Regions from separate parts of the Mus musculus genome. Here region 2 is linked to region 1. A link is a contact called in public HiChIP or PLAC-seq data. All regions are on one chromosome and are shown on one strand. Each heading gives the region's core, a stretch centred on a gene start, on an enhancer-like site or on the middle of the called end of the contact. The rest is flanking DNA. Distances are from core to core; before and after follow the strand shown. Region 1 overlaps Medag (mesenteric estrogen dependent adipogenesis). Region 2 holds the start of Hsph1 (heat shock 105kDa/110kDa protein 1).

The links. HiChIP or PLAC-seq counts read pairs in DNA pulled down with a chosen protein or histone mark.
Region 2: an H3K4me3 HiChIP or PLAC-seq map of the SCID.adh cell line shows a contact between it and region 1, with 19 read pairs. The contact joins the promoter of Hsph1 here to the enhancer-like site in region 1. A contact is called at or near these places in 1 of 39 promoter capture datasets (neural stem cells), 2 of 484 Hi-C or Micro-C datasets (the G1E-ER4 cell line and muscle stem cells), 2 of 115 datasets of contacts at active chromatin or transcription factors (the SCID.adh cell line and pancreatic cancer cells) and 3 of 9 other capture datasets (adipose tissue, liver and pancreatic islet).

Annotation. Positions count from the first base shown.
Region 1 is chr5:149,426,672-149,430,666 of GRCm38.p6, forward strand. Medag (mesenteric estrogen dependent adipogenesis) reads left to right here. Exons shown (of 5, transcript NM_027519.4): 3 at 263-375; 4 at 550-835; 5 at 3,116-3,995. The coding sequence ends at 3,240. Among named protein-coding and RNA genes, the nearest start is that of Tex26, 11 kb to the right of the region's middle. Within about 2 kb of position 2,195, at least 182 of the 459 cell types and tissues checked have an H3K27ac peak or open chromatin away from gene starts, as enhancers often do. A contact at or near this core is called in the G1E-ER4 cell line, the SCID.adh cell line, muscle stem cells and 1 more, where this site is marked.
Region 2 is chr5:149,634,416-149,638,410 of GRCm38.p6, forward strand. It overlaps Hsph1 (heat shock 105kDa/110kDa protein 1), which reads right to left and starts at 1,900. Exons shown (of 18, transcript NM_013559.2): 1 at 1,555-1,900. The coding sequence starts at 1,661.

The DNA.
Region 1 (3,995 bases), core at 945-3,444:
GAAAGTAGCTGCATCGCCATCTTCCAAAGAGGCCCCAGCCACACCTCTGCTAATCAGAAGCACACAACACTTTTTTTTTTTTTTTTTTTGAGACAGGGTTTCTATGTGTAGCCCTGGCTGTCCTGGATCTCACTCTGTAGACCAGGCTGGCCCCAAACTCAGAAATCCACCTGCCCCTGCCTCCCAAGTGCTGGGATTAAAGGCATGTGCCACCACCGCCCAGCAACAACACTTTTTCTAACGTCTGCTTCCTGACTTCTAGAAAGGACCTATGCGTTTCTTGTGAACACAAGGCACCCCAAGATAAGAAGACAGATAGAGCAAGGGATGGACATGGTCATTTCCTCAGTGATTGGAGAAAGCTATAGACTTCAGGTGAGCAGGGCTTTCCTCACGAGGGGTCCCGCCCCACAAAGGGACGACACCCCTTCCTCCCGGGCACCTGCCACTCCCTCTCAGTGTTCCCCTGCAGACATTGAAGTTGCAGTAGATTCTATAACGCTCATGATGGTTTCCTACCCCATGCCAATAAACTCTTTTCTCTTTCAGTTTGATTTCCAGGAAGTAGTGAAGAATTTCTTCCCTCCAGGAACGATTGTGCTGAATGGAGAGAATTTGAGCTTCACCTACGAATTCAAGGCAGATGCCCTGTTTGATTTCTTCTACTGGTTTGGGCTCAGCAATTCCACCGTAAAAGTGCACGGAAAGGTTCTGAACTTGACAAGTACGAACCCAGAAAAGAAAGAAACAATCAAGTTATTTCTGGAAAAAATGAGTGAACCTCTAATACGAAGGAGTAGTTTCTCTGATCGGAAATTTAGCGTCACATCTAGAGGTAGGTCATAAACTCTCAGGGTGTGGGGAAAGTGGTTAGCTCAAAGGGTAGAATAAAAGCCACTAACTGAAATGCCAGAGACCAGCCTCTTTACCAGAAAGAACAGTGATTTATACCCTGGTCTATGCCTTTGATCCCAGTACTTAGAAGCTAAGGCCAGTTGGTCTCTGAGTTCAAGGCCAGCCTGGTTTACACAGCAAGTCTCAGATAGTGAGTTAAAAACAGAACCAAAAAACCTGGTACCTCCAACTTGGGAAGGAAGGACTAAGAGGTGTTTGTTAGCCTGAAGGAGGAGCTGGTCACAGTGGCATGCACCTGTATTCCAGCTGGGCTCAGTGGCATGCACCTGTATTCCAGCTGGGCACAGGGGCATGCACCTGTATTCCAGCTGGGCACAGGGGCATGCACCTGTATTCCAGCTGGGCACAGAGGCATGCACCTGTATTCCAGCTGGTTGTGAGACTGCAGCAAGGGTGTGACTGGAGGATGAGATGAATCCAGGAGTTTGAGGCCAGCCTAGGCAACACAGGGGGGCGGGGGGGAGTCCTGTTTCCGATAAAAAGGAAAGAGGAGAAAAGGAAAAAGAAAAGAAAAAGGAAGAAAGGCATAGTGAGTTTTTCTTGTAAGCTCCCTAAATTTTCTGATATAGCAGTTATATAATCAGCCAAAGCAGAGGGGAACCTGAAATTATTGTGAAAAATTATTAATTTAAACGACTATGCTCACTTCAGCACATGAGGTTTAAACTACTTGGAAGAGGGCTGGCTCCCCCGTTACCTTCACATGAACTCAGGAAACAGAGCCGGCAGCCAGCTTACATGTCTCAGTGGCCGTGGTCTCTGTCTTAACAGTATATTCGGAAGGGTTCCTAGATACTGCAAGGATAACTCCTAGGAAGGTTTCAGATAACGAACGCACATGGCATATGGTGGGCTCTAGGCTTTGTGGCTCAGACAGATGGCTTCCTCCTCGTGAGCTGCTCTCAGAGGGTTAGCTAGTCCAGGGGGCCCCAGAGCACTTCCTGGATTAGGGCTCTGGTGGCTGTTTGCAGCAACTGCCAGCTCAGGGCCCCTGTAGTGTTCTGCAGAGCAGATGTCAACGGTCTGGATTAACTGTATTTAGTGGCAGCTCTTTCTTCCTTTGTGTGCAGCAAAAGTCAGGCGCTTTTTTTTTTTCTTCCCCCTGAAAATTGTCTGTGTCCTTTTCTCCCTTCCTCCACTTCTGGGAATGTCCCTTCTTCTTTCTGTTGCTTTTCTTTCTCTGAGTCTGTTTCTCTCCTCCATTTCAGGCTCTGTTCTGCTCACCTCCCAACCTCCTCTCTCTGCCTGCTACAAACAAAAGCTTTGTGGGCGGGCTTACCTTGCTTTGGCTGTGCTACTGTTGCTGGGTTCTCAGTCTCACCCACTGGCCCCAGCTTCTTGAACAGCCTTCCTGTTTCATTGTGATTCCCCCTTCTGCCTCTGTATCTGCTTAGGGTTTCCACTAGGGCACACAGGGTAACAAAGTGTCACATTCCCTAGAAAGTCACCCCTGAGCCAGATCTAGGGTGAGCCATGGAGAAGACGGCCCCCTGGGATTGGCTGCCATTGCAGAAAGCACAGCTAGGCACACCTGTTGCACTGGCAGGCTGCCAAGCCTGGCATGCAGCCCTTAGACTGACTGCCAACCTGGTTCTGTCCACTTCAGAATCTGATCTCTAGCTGGGAGTGTGGCTCAGTAGAAGAGTCCTTGCTCCTCATGTGGGAAGCCCTTGTTTTCTTCCTCAGTCCTGCAAGATGAGTAAACCAACCAACAGTCAGAATCTGATTCCTGACCCATGACCCCTGACTCCTGACCCCTGACCCTGGCCTGTGTCTCAAGCATCCCTTTCCCAATATGTGCTGCTGTACTTCAGGTCTCCAGCCCAATGGAAAGTGGTTATAACGCCCTGAATGCCCATCAATATTTTTGTTGTTGTTTGTTTGTGAAGGAGTCTCATTATGTAGCCCTCCCTGGCTAGCCTGAAACTTGCTGTGTAGACCAGGCTGGCCACAAACTCACAGAGATCCACCAACCTCTGCCTCCTGAGTGCTGGGATTAAAGGTGTGTGCCATCACACCCAGCCAACAGTCATAGCACAGATAAGCAGAAATCAATGCACTTCTGCTTAGTTTTTGAGTGTCCCCGTGGAAGCCAGGATTCCCTGCTAATTGCTGAAATGGCTGTTTTGGATGAGTTTCAGAGACACTCTTTCTTTCTGTAGTGATGGTTAAATGAATGCCTTATTTACTGTGTTTTTAGGTTCAATAGATGACGTTTTCAACTGCAATCTGTCACCCAGATCATCGGTTACAGAACCACTTTTGGCAGAATTCTCATTTCCAAGTCTTCTGGAATGTGAAGAGACATCCAGCCAACTTATCTGATTGGTCTGAACATTCAAGCTGTCGCCCTTTGGGGGTCTGTGGCACACAGTGGGTTAAAGGGGTAAAAGAAGGCAGGGAGTGGACATTTCTATCCCTTTGCCAGCCTCTGGCCCTCCAAGGTTCTATAGAGGACCCCCTTTCCCATCCCTAGGCACTGGCAGGCCCAGTGGCTTCCGTCAAGGTTATGATTATGGGATGGAAGGATTTTGTCTCTGTGGCATAGGGTGTCATTGACATTGAACACTTCTCTGAGGAATTTTCAGGGGTAACCAAGCACCCATGAACTTTGCTTAGTACCCTGGCACTCTGAAGACCCTCCTGGCAACCTCTGTGGGAGGCATCTGACTGGGATGCTAACCTGTGATGTATCCTGGATCACAGAATGGCCCTCTGCAGCCAGCAGCCCCAGCAAGCCTTGGGGCTAAACTCTTCTCTTGCAAATATGTCAGGTAAAGCCAGTACTGATATTTCCCTGGGAAACAAATCTGATGTCCAACCTGCCACTGGAATGAACATTCAAGATACTGGCTGCTGAAGGATCTCTGCAGGCCACCAGGATGAGCCCTCCCTGAAATGTAAAGCCAGGTGGGGTGCCAATCAACCAGTGACAAGGGAGGGTCCTCCTCCCTACAGGTACACCGTAGTAGTTGGTGTTTGAAATACACTTTAACAATCTTAATATGAGAAAAAGAGCCCAGGGAAACTAAGCCATTACCATGGTACACTGGACATCAGGGCGCTTTCTGCCCCACAGC
Region 2 (3,995 bases), core at 650-3,149, 210 kb after region 1:
GCTGACTGGAGTACAAACGCTGAGGAAAAGGAGAGGCCAAGCCTTCACACTGCACCTGCTTTGACAAGATGAAGAGAGACAGCTTTCTCAGAGGAAAGGGGATACATAGAACCAGAACAGAGACAAGATGGAGAGTGTGGAGGAGGCGGTGAGTAAGGCTTTGGATTAGAGAGTAATCCACAGGGCGAGCGTTAGTAATCCAAATCTAATTTGGGTTCAGTTCCTCCTACATGGGTGACCGAGATGAGTAAACTGGCACTCTACTGAGGACATTCAAGTTTGCTGTAACAAAAACAGCTCGGACCTAGCCGCTCTAAGCAGGTACTCTTGTAAGGTTCAATCTACACGCCCCGTGATTCTGAGCTCAGAGGGACTAGACACTTGTAAGACTGGATTGTCTCATTTTCCATGCCAAACAACTGTAATAGAAATCAGTAGCCAACTCCATTTTCAACCGCATAGTTTGGCCAAGGGTAAAAAAACCACCTCAGTCAAAAATTCTGGTCAGCAACACAGCTACCCAAGCAGCTCTCCCTGTTCTCCTCTACACACCTTTTGTCTCTTTTTAGGCAGAGAGAGGAAGAAGCGCTTAGCATACAGGATGGGGGCAAGAAGGACTGGCAGCCTTCCTACTAATTGCCGAATCACAGAGCACCATGGCTTTGTGAGAGAGGGAGCCCATGCTTAGAAAGTAAGTTCCTAGCAAGGCTTTCTTCCTCCTATTCACTCATAAATGTTCCTCTAATAAGGTCGGAATGATTTTACCTTTGGGTTCGATGTTTAACATTTATTATCTTGGACTTTGCACATGGGGGGAAAAAGCCCTATAATGATTGCCTTAAAAAGCATACAGCTGTTGTCGGTGAAGGCACACGCAGGTCTAACTGCCTCTAATATGTAACCTTCAGAAACTAACCCCCTCAAAAAGTTGCTTTTTACCATGCTTCCGTTTACCCACCCACGTTGCTGCAGAATATTTAATTCCGAAGCAAAAAAATCCATCTTCCCCACTGAATTTTTTGCACAGCAGTGTGTTAAGCAACAACAATGTTAAATTTGTACTGCTTACTCTAAATGGTGTTAAAATAAACGAACTCTGGGTCTGGAAACTCTCACGGACGTTTTTCACAATGAGCTTTAAAAAGGACGCTTCCAAAAGGCGATTGGGGCACTAGGGCAATATTAACAAATCAGGAGTAGATGAGACGCAGAGACGGAGGATTCCTCCACCATAGCGTGTTTCTGTGGTCGCTAACAACAGTCCGCTCGCTCCCTAGGCAAGCAGCGGCGCACAGGCTCTGGAACCTTCTAGGTCATTTGGAGATTCACCATGCGGAGGAAAAGGCTCTGTTGCCCAGGCTCTGCCGAGATCCTAGCTGAGGTGGGAGCCGGTGCCAGCTTGAAGAAGCTGAGTGGGGAGTCGGGGGCGAGCCTGGAAGGCCAGCGGGACCAGGTGGTCGCGGGGTGTCACGGTTCCCGGAATCCCCGGACCCACCATCTCCCTCGGGAAGCAGCGAGCTCCAGCCCTCCCCGGCCACCCAGGCTCCTACTTACGGGGTGCAGCGGTCGCTGAACTCGTTGGCGATGGTCTCGATGCCCCCGGCCCGCGCCACCGCAATGTAGCAGCTCTGTGAGCCTACGTCTAGCCCAACCACCGACATGGCTGGCCCGGTCCGCCTCCGCCTCGGGTCCGCTGCGTGCTCGTCCTGCTCCCGACCAGTCGGGAAGATGCCTCCGGCTTACCCTGCAAGACTGCGCTCAGTCTCTGCCACCGCTCTCCGCCGCCCGCCTCTCTCACGCAGCCGCCGCCGCTCAGCTACCAATCCAAAAGGGGAGGTCCCAATCGCTCAGCCTTATGTAGCCTACTGAGGAGAACTTTCCAGAATCTGCAGCATTTTACTCACCGGCGCCTCCACGTGCCACTTCCGCTTCCTTCTTCTCGAGCCTTCGAGAAAGATTCTACCCAATGGACTGCTGGTCCCTCCGCGGGCGGCCTGAGTTGCCATGGTGACAGGGCAGCTGCTCGGGCGCCATTGGCTAAAACTGACCGAGCTTGCCCGGCCTCCATCCCGCCCTCCCCAGCCTGAGGGGCAGTTTTCGTTCCAGTTGACTCCAGTGAATAACCGGTCGGGAACTTCTGTCGCTTAAGTGGTGACTCCGGTGGCAGTGTCCGGCTCCCGACGCCGAAAAACTATTGAAAGGACGGAGAAAGAACACACTACTCCGGGACCCCAGGCCTCTCCGGTCACGAACTTGCTGTTGGCAGAGAGCATGTCGGGAAGCGTAGTCTGGCCGGGAGACCCTAGCGCCTTGCATGCTGGGAAACGCAGTCCAGTGGTGAGGCCTCGGTGCTTTGCATGCTAGGATATGTAGTCCAGCCCGTGGTGCGTGCCACGATCCTGCTTTGTCTTAAGGGCTCAGTAAAAAGAGGCCCAGCTGGCTGCTGCCGATTCGCGCTCTTTCTCTGGTGTATGCTTTGTTCTGTGTTCCGTTCTTGCTTGTTTTTTCAACAGCTAATGGATTGCGATTTAGGGGCGTCAGGATAAGCCGCAAACGCGGTTTATATTTTGTAGACATTTGTCCGCTGGCAAGATTGTTGCAGAATAAAACACAGAAGGGTTTTCTTCTTCTTCTTCTTCTTCTTCTTCTTCTTCTTCTTCTTCTTCTTCTTCTTCTTCTTCTTCTTCTTCTTCTTCTTCTTCTTCTTAAATGAAAACTTTTGATTGCTATGCAATTTGGGAAGCTGCTGGTGTTTTGCCGACAGGGTTTTGCATATTTTGGATACTAGTTTAAGCCGACTTTGTTTAACCCTGCCACTCCTAACCATAAGGTTATGATTTAATGTAATGGCTAATAATATGGTTTAATAAATGGGTGTATGGTTTATTCCTTGTTTAATCTAACCTTTCATTTTCTTTCCTTGGAAAGTAAGCTTAGGTTCCATGAAGAGAAAGCAGAGGTGGATGCTGCTGGCTCCTGCTTTCAATTCTTATGTACCGTTAAAAAAAACGTCAAAGTTTGCCTGAAAACCCCGTGTGTACCCTCTAGAATATGGAAATATGCACAATTAAAACGTGCGCTGCTAAATAAGTGTGTAATTGAATGAAGAGTTGGGGCCCAGGGTTAAAAACTAACTCCTGAAGTATGCCTCTTCCCGTAGGACAAGTGGGGTTGCTTAAATGGGAGCTTTCTATACAAATTGCAGAGTAAGTTTTATTCGTGGTGATTGATCGGCTTGCCACTTAAGTTATTTCACCTGCTAGCATAACTATTTAAAATGGGAGAAGAACCAACGCTATCCCAGAGCAGCTGCGTTTTTAAATTTGAAATATGTTTGTTGGCATTCTTTTCATTTTGTGTCTCTGAAACCTCCACCACCCCGGCTTTTTTTTAAGTATATGAAAACTCTTTTTTTTTTTTTTTTTTTTTTTGGTTTTTTCGAGACAGGGTTTCTCTGTGTAACCCTGGCTGTCCTGGAACTCACTTTGTAGACCAGGCTGGCCTCGAACTCAGAAATCTGCTTGCCTCTGCCTCCCAAGTGCTGGGATTAAAGGCGTGGGCCACCACCACCCAGCAGAATATGAGGTTGACCAGTTTTCCCTTTAGTTTTTTTTTTTTTTTTTTTTTTTTTTTTCCCATGTGGTTGTTGGGATTTGAACTGAGGACCTTCGGAAGAACAATCGGTGCTCTTAACCACTGAGCCATCTCTCCAGCCAAAAACTTTTTAAAAATTACTAGAATCATAGCTTTTTTTTTTAAACAAAGATGACCTCTAAATTATTTGATTTGCTTCCCATACTTTATATGTTTATATAAATAAACTGCGGAGAGATGTGGACCTGGACAGATTTAGGTCAGGTTCAAATCTTAGCACTTATTGCTAATATGCATTATATAAAATACAGCACCCAAATTTGGACTTCATGGGTGTGTGTTCTCCCTGTTCTTATTAATTCGAGGGCTATGCAAACTGGTAATTACCAGCCCTTCCTGTG